Linked DNA regions of Zea mays: region 2 is linked to region 1. Evidence: chromatin contacts called from public Hi-C data. All regions are on one chromosome and are shown on one strand. Each heading gives the region's core, a stretch centred on a gene start, on an enhancer-like site or on the middle of the called end of the contact. The rest is flanking DNA. Distances are from core to core; before and after follow the strand shown.

Region 1 (3,285 bases), core at 778-3,277:
TCTGACAGGCAGTCAGGCCTTGCCAAAGGCACCACGGCGAACTCCGCTCCGCCCGACCCCAGGGCTCGGACTCGGGCTAAGACCCGGAAGACGGCGAACTCCGCTCCGCCCGACCCCAGGGCTCGGACTCGGGCTAAGACCCGGAAGACGGCGAACTCCGCTCCGCCCGACCCCAGGGCTCGGACTCGGGCTAAGACCCGGAAGACGGCGAACTCCGCTCCGCCCGACCCCAGGGCTCGGACTCGGGCTAAGACCCGGAAGACGGCGAACTCCGCTCCGCCCGACCCCAGGGCTCGGACTCGGGCTAAGACCCGGAAGACGGCGAACTCCGCTCCGCCCGACCCCAGGGCTCGGACTCGGGCTAAGACCCGGAAGACGACGAAACTCCGCTTCGCCCGACCCCAGGGCTCGGACTCCGCCATGGCCTCGGCCGAACGACTTCCGCCTCGCCCGACCCCTTGGCTCGGGCTCGGCCACGACAACGGGAGGCAGACTCAACCTCGGCTTCGGAGGAACCCCCACGTCGCCCTGCTTAGGGCACAGACCGCCACGTCAACAGGAGGCGCCATCATCATCCTACCCCGAATCGACTCGGGTCACGGAGAACAAGACCGGCGTCTCATCCGGCCAGCTCCGCCGGAGGGGCAATGATGGCGCTCCACGAGCTCTATGACGACGGCGGCCCCCAGCTCTCTTACGGAAGCAGGACGACGTCAGCAGGGACTCGACCGCTCCAACAGCTGTCCCTCCGCCAAGCTCCGCTGCACCTCCGACAGCCACGACATCACGCCAGCAGGGTGCCCAGATCTCTCCGGCTGCCACATTGGCATGTACCTAGGGCGCTAGCTCTCCCTCCGCTAGACACGTAGCACTCTGCTACACCCCCCATTGTACACCTGGATCCTCTCCTTACGACTATAAAAGGGAGGACCAGGGCCTTCTCAGAAAAGGTTGGCCGCGCGGGACCGAGGACGGGACAGGCGCTCTCTTGGGGCCGCTCGCTTCCCTCACCCGCGTGGACGCTTGTAACCCCCCTACTGCAAGCGCACCCGACCTGGGCGCGGGACGAACACGAAGGCCGCGGGACTTCCACCTCTCTCACGCTCGACTCCGGCCACCTCGCCTCTCCCCCCTTCGCGCTCGCCCACGCGCTCGACCCATCTGGGCTGGGGCACGCAGCACACTCACTCGTCGGCTTAGGGACCCCCCTGTCTCGAAACGCCGACAATACCTTTCTCACTTCTCTTCACCAGGATTTGCATTATGCTCACTACTAAGTCCAAAAGCCACTTTTCTTCGCAAAGGAGCTAGAAGCAAATCAAAGGTGCAAGAAACATAGTATAATGCATGTGCAACTTATTTAAGTACTTAAACCTCATGTTTTTGTAGCTTTACTCAAAGTTGCACTTTTGGCCTTTCAATTCAATTAATTTGGACTCCTTATCTTTAATTTGCTTTCTCTAAACATGTGCGCATGCTCATATCAAGAGTGTTAGTTTAAAGTGGTGTGTTGGACATTTAATCACCAAAACAACTAGAAATGACGCAAGAGCACATTTCCTTTCATCTTCATCACATGCTTCATTCAAGATGTCTGGCATTCAAATGAAGTCATTTCAAGATTCTCTAGAATTTTATCAACACACAGGCGGCGATGGATGAGATGAGAAGAGGAGCACGGATGAGGAATGAAGAACTCAAGAGGAACCCTACCAACACTTTCGAGAAGAAGACTGGGATCCATTTTCGATAACGGGATAGCGAGTAGATACCACTAGGTTATGGTACTGTTTGGAAGTAACTTAGTTTTAAAGAAAACATTTTTTATTTTTTAGTTAGGAAGGATAACTTTTTGGTTTTTAAGAAACTGTGAATCCAATTTCTATAAACTGATGTATAAACTGATATGTTTAAAACCATCTCAATTTTTATAAATTAATTTTTTAAAAACTATGTGGTTCGAAACAAGCTCTACATCTCACACGGGTACCAAAAGACGAAGGCAGTCTTCGAGCAGCGTCGTTCCAAAAAGAAAAAAGAAAAACTCAGCCGCCGGCCGCTGCCCCTCTCGGCTGCACGACGTCCGTGAGGGCGTGCCCCCTGGCCCCGTCCCTTGTCGCCTGCCCGCCGGTGCCCGCACAGGCTGCCAGTGCCATACTGCCATCCCTCCGTCCGGCCGTCTGCCCAGGCTGCCTGCCCGGCGCCCTGGCCTCCCGGTCGCTGGCTCTCTGCCCAGGCGCCAGGCCGCAGGTCCCACCGCCCCAGACCACCCGCGAACCAGTCCGCTGCAGGCTGCAGGCCACCGTCCCTCCAGTTCGCCGGTCAGGTTAGTGAACTGAAGTCCAGTACTTCTCCTCCCGTATGGTTTAGATCTTGTTGAGTTTAAATCTGTCAGTTCCTGTGTTGATGTAAGTTGATGTTGTCTACTTGTCTAGTCCTATTGCTCGAGATGTATGCTGATGCACAATGTTTCTCCATTGTTCAGATTATTAACCATTCAGATACCCCAGCTCCGCCTAGACGCGAATCCTCCGCCACTATGGTGGCAGCGGTGTCCCTGCCGAGCCAAGCACAGGCCGTGCTTCGGAGCCGGCTCTGCGACCCGGTCTTCATCCACTCCGCCCTCAGTAGCTCCCTGGACACTAATTACAGGTGAGCCGAATCGATACCTGTACCGGCCGCGTAGCTCGCCGGAAGCAATTTTGCTAATCGGCCTCCTTTTGAGCTGGGCAGCAAGCTGAAGTACCTCGTCGCCAGCTCGGTCTCCGAGGCCTGCAACAATTCTGTCCTCCTCTTGGGTCCCCGCGGGTGTGGAAAAGCAGCGGTGGGGTCCCTTAACTGGTTGCATATCCTTTTCTGATTGCTGCAGCGCATGCTGTTTGATGAAATGCGCAAGTCTGCAATTGCAGATTCGCACTCTGTAGTGCAGTGTGGAACTGTAGTTTACTTTTTGTTTGAGAGTTTATGTTTTTGCAGGTGGTCGACATGGTTCTTGATGATCTGAAGGAGGAGCACCCAGATGCGATTTCCGTGGTATGGGTGCGATGCAACATTTTGTTCAGTTCAAGTATCACTAGAAATATGTGCCAATTAATTATGCAAATGATAAGTGATGACTCGCTTAAACTTCACAGACAAACTTCTGCTGTGAAAGCAGTATCCAGTGTCACTGATTGATGCCGCATTTTAGCGAAGCCACATGTTGGCACGTGCATTTTTCCAAATATCTCCATATGCACTGGGCTAGAACACCTTTCTGTGCATAAGTACTGACTAGCTTCCCCC
Region 2 (3,397 bases), core at 61-2,560, 64 kb before region 1:
CCACCACGACCCGGCGGCTGGTTGCGCCTCGCGTCGCCTTTTTTTTCGTTGGAACGGACGCCACGGTAGTACTAGAATGGTTGAACTAATCACCGATCGACAACGCTCATTTGATTCTGTCACGATGGACCCAGTAGCTGTAGCTAGGGATGAAAGCGGTAATCGAAACTGTTAGAACAAATTTAATATTTTAAAATAGATATGCATAAAATTTAATGTTGATCTTTTCTTATGTTATCAAGCACATTAGTATAAATATGAATAAAATATTACACAAATTGTTTTATGTATTATTTGCTCCCTACAACACGAAACGTTGAAAAAAATTACCGAATTTGTTTCCGAATCCATACCGAAGTTTATATCTATTATTTGAGAAAATATAGGATGAATTTGAGGTTTACCTTTTATGAATCTTTACAAGCTGGATGTTAAAAACAAGAATACAAATTTGTATTGTAGATTCTATATCTTATTTATTCTCAATCAAAGAAAAACGACTAAAAAACTGATTACCGAATAAATACCGTTTCGACCGTTTTCATCCCTAGCTGTAGCCTACTACCACATGTCAGTATATGCGCATGGCACCAGCATCAAATCAGAATGCCGCGAAAAAAGAAGGAAGAAAGTGTTGGAGCCTCCCTATGCATCATACTCCTACGCGTTTCCCCAAAATAACAGCACCTCTCAACTAAAAATTTTAGATCTAACTAAACAGTTATAAAAAATATTTATATCTATAAATGTGTAGTAAATATCTATATCCGTGAAAATATACGTTTGTAATATTTTTAAAGATATAATCTTAATAATATTTTCTATATAGGTAACCGTCAAATTTAAAATTTCTGAGTCCTTTACAAGCGGATTGTTTGGAAAATGAGATTCTTTTCTATTTCTCTGTTTTTTCTGTAATATTCAGTTGTTATTTTATATAAAATTCCTTGGAACAAATCCTGTGCGTAAAATTCATGTGGTTCAAAGGAACCCTTGTACTGGAGATTGTATATAATATAGTTTTATAACCGCTCAAAATCCAAGTGCATATGATCAATCTTTCCGTCCGCTCTGCTGTGAGTTGTGACATGCCCTGCTCTGCTCTGCTACCGACCGGCGCCTCGTTGCCTCGAAGCCCTCATCGCTGTCATCTCATGCAGCCTGCACGACAACATCGTCTGTCGTGTTGCGTTCCGGCCGCTCTACTCCAGTCTTCAGACTCTTGTGTCACTCGTCTATAGTGCACAAGCCGCTCGCACGGACTGCACAGTCAGGACTCAGGTCTATAGTGCAGCACCATGGGCCGTAGCAGTCGGTACTGGACTACCCAGTAGCTGGGCCTCTATCGTCCACCGTCAGCTGCGGCCCTCGTCCAGTACCTTCCGCGCGCGCGCCACACAAACAAAAGAAAACTACACGAAAATGATTGCGCGCTCGTCCAAGGAGGCCTACCTCTACGCTCTCTCCCTCCTTTACCACGATGGCCCGGCCCAATAGCTCAATCTTTCTCACCTGCCGGCTGCCGCGCATCGGCATCGCTCTCCTCCGGCTGCTTCTCCGGCGGGGCGCTGCGCCTGCTCTCGTCACGTGGGCGGGGCCGTGGGCCGGCTTGCTCCACATCTTCTGAGCGGCTGCTTTCTGCATTTGGAGTCTTCAGCAAGGCAGCAACTGTGAATCCAATATATAAGCTAGGAGTATCGGTTAATTGCTTTTTTCCATTCGAGTGTATTATTAATTGCAATTTGTAATCACTGTGAAAAACTGGAGCTAAGGCAGTTAGGCAGTGAGCATTACTAAGTTTGATTTACTTATTTTATATCACTTTTTTATTATTTTAGATCTCAAACATAAAGGCGAAGAGAAGTGGTCTATTGGTTTTCAGCTCAATTCTATGAATGTTTTCAGCTATGCATTATACATTTACTATCACCACATGGAGAAGTGGTACTACTACAGTCATAGAAGTTCGCGGTACGTACGTATGTACGAGTACGAGCAATGTGGATCCACAATTTCAAATGTCCGATTCATAGAAATAAACATACCTCTTGGGGACGATAGATTCGTAGAGACAAGCATGATCCCGGACGACGTACCCCGACGTAACTTAGGTATGGAACGGTTTTCTACCCTATAAAGCAACAATTTTCTTGGCTACACATGTTTGTCGTGAACTTTTGTCTCATGTGCGTGTCTCTTTCTCTTCTTCGTATCTCGTCTACTAGTGGGCTGTTATATATGGGCCATGAGAAATCATTCAAGCCTAACATAACAGGAAGATCCACGCACACGGAGGTCTTGTTGGGGCGAATACGAAGACGCTACCCTTCGCTCGATGCATTCGTCGCCTCGCTACACCAACGAAGACCGTGCCCGAGCGAGCCAAGGGCGCCGGTCAGATGAGGACCGGCGTGGTCGCCCTTCGTCCTCTCCATTGCAAGACGAAGGGAAGGCTCTGACGAAGTCTGCTAGTCCCACGTCTTCATCGTGTCCGGAGGCCCATGTGGGATTCGGTCCACTGTAACGGGCCCCGCGCGGATAAGCATGTTACGAGCCTCATCCATAATAGCCTTTTCTGTAATAACGGTCTGTAACCTCATCTTGTGGGAATATTATGAGGATAGTCTGGGTACCCGAGGGCATAAATGTCCTTGCCAGAGGACAGTGGACACTCGGGTGCCTATAAATACCCCCGTACAGTGCCCTTGAGATGCCAGATTAACAGAGCTATTGCCATTCCCCGTTAAACTTTGCAAACTCACTCTCCACTTTCCCGTTGGATCTACTTGCCCAGAAAAGCAAGTACCAACGTTTGGCGCCCACCGTTCGTGCTACGAACAAACAACCCGCGATGGCACCCAAGCGAGCTAGTTCGAAGGCAGCCCCATCTATCGACGAAGCAGCGAAGGCAGCGCTGTTGGCTGAGAAAAAAGCAAGGCCCTCGCGGACAACACCCCCCAAGAAGCCTCCGAAGACGAAGCTGTCAGCAAAAGATAACGTCAAGAGCACCCCACCCCCGAAGGCACCCTACGGACTTGCAGCTCCGGAGGACTTCCGCAAGCACCACCTCCAGGCTTCGCTCCACCAGAGGGCGAAGACGCAATAGAAGACGACGAAGTCATCGGCATTTCAGCCGAGAAACAGCTACAGTTGCGGGCCCTGCGCATCAAGAACCACAACCTCCAAAAGCAGAAAGACATCCTCGAGGCCAAGCGTCAACGTGTCACCGCGCAGGCCAAGGTGCGCCAGATGATACGAGACGAGGAGTAGAGAGCTTGGGAGCTCGAGCAAGAAATCGCGCTCATGTAGAGCGAAGGCCAGCATGATCTGCAACACGGACCGCCCCTCCAACAGCGCATCCCAGTCGGAGACTTATTCATACCTCAGTGCGGGCCCT

What was found. Hi-C and Micro-C count contacts between places; a contact is called where the count stands out from the background.
Region 2: a Hi-C map of leaf shows a contact between it and region 1, with 5 times the contacts expected there. The contact joins the enhancer-like site here to the promoter of LOC541939 in region 1. A contact is called at or near these places in 5 of 25 Hi-C or Micro-C datasets (ear, endosperm, leaf and 1 more) and 1 of 3 datasets of contacts at active chromatin or transcription factors (leaf).

The regions. Positions count from the first base shown.
Region 1 is chr3:213,498,506-213,501,790 of Zm-B73-REFERENCE-NAM-5.0, reverse strand. LOC541939 (origin recognition complex subunit 4) reads left to right here and starts at 2,027. Exons shown (of 16, transcript NM_001158375.2): 1 at 2,027-2,326; 2 at 2,486-2,652; 3 at 2,734-2,824; 4 at 2,977-3,033. The coding sequence starts at 2,540.
Region 2 is chr3:213,561,969-213,565,365 of Zm-B73-REFERENCE-NAM-5.0, reverse strand. No RefSeq gene overlaps it. Among protein-coding and RNA genes, the nearest start is that of LOC541939, 64 kb to the right of the region's middle. Within about 2 kb of position 1,310, at least 19 of the 20 cell types and tissues checked have an H3K27ac peak or open chromatin away from gene starts, as enhancers often do. A contact at or near this core is called in ear, endosperm, leaf and 1 more, where this site is marked.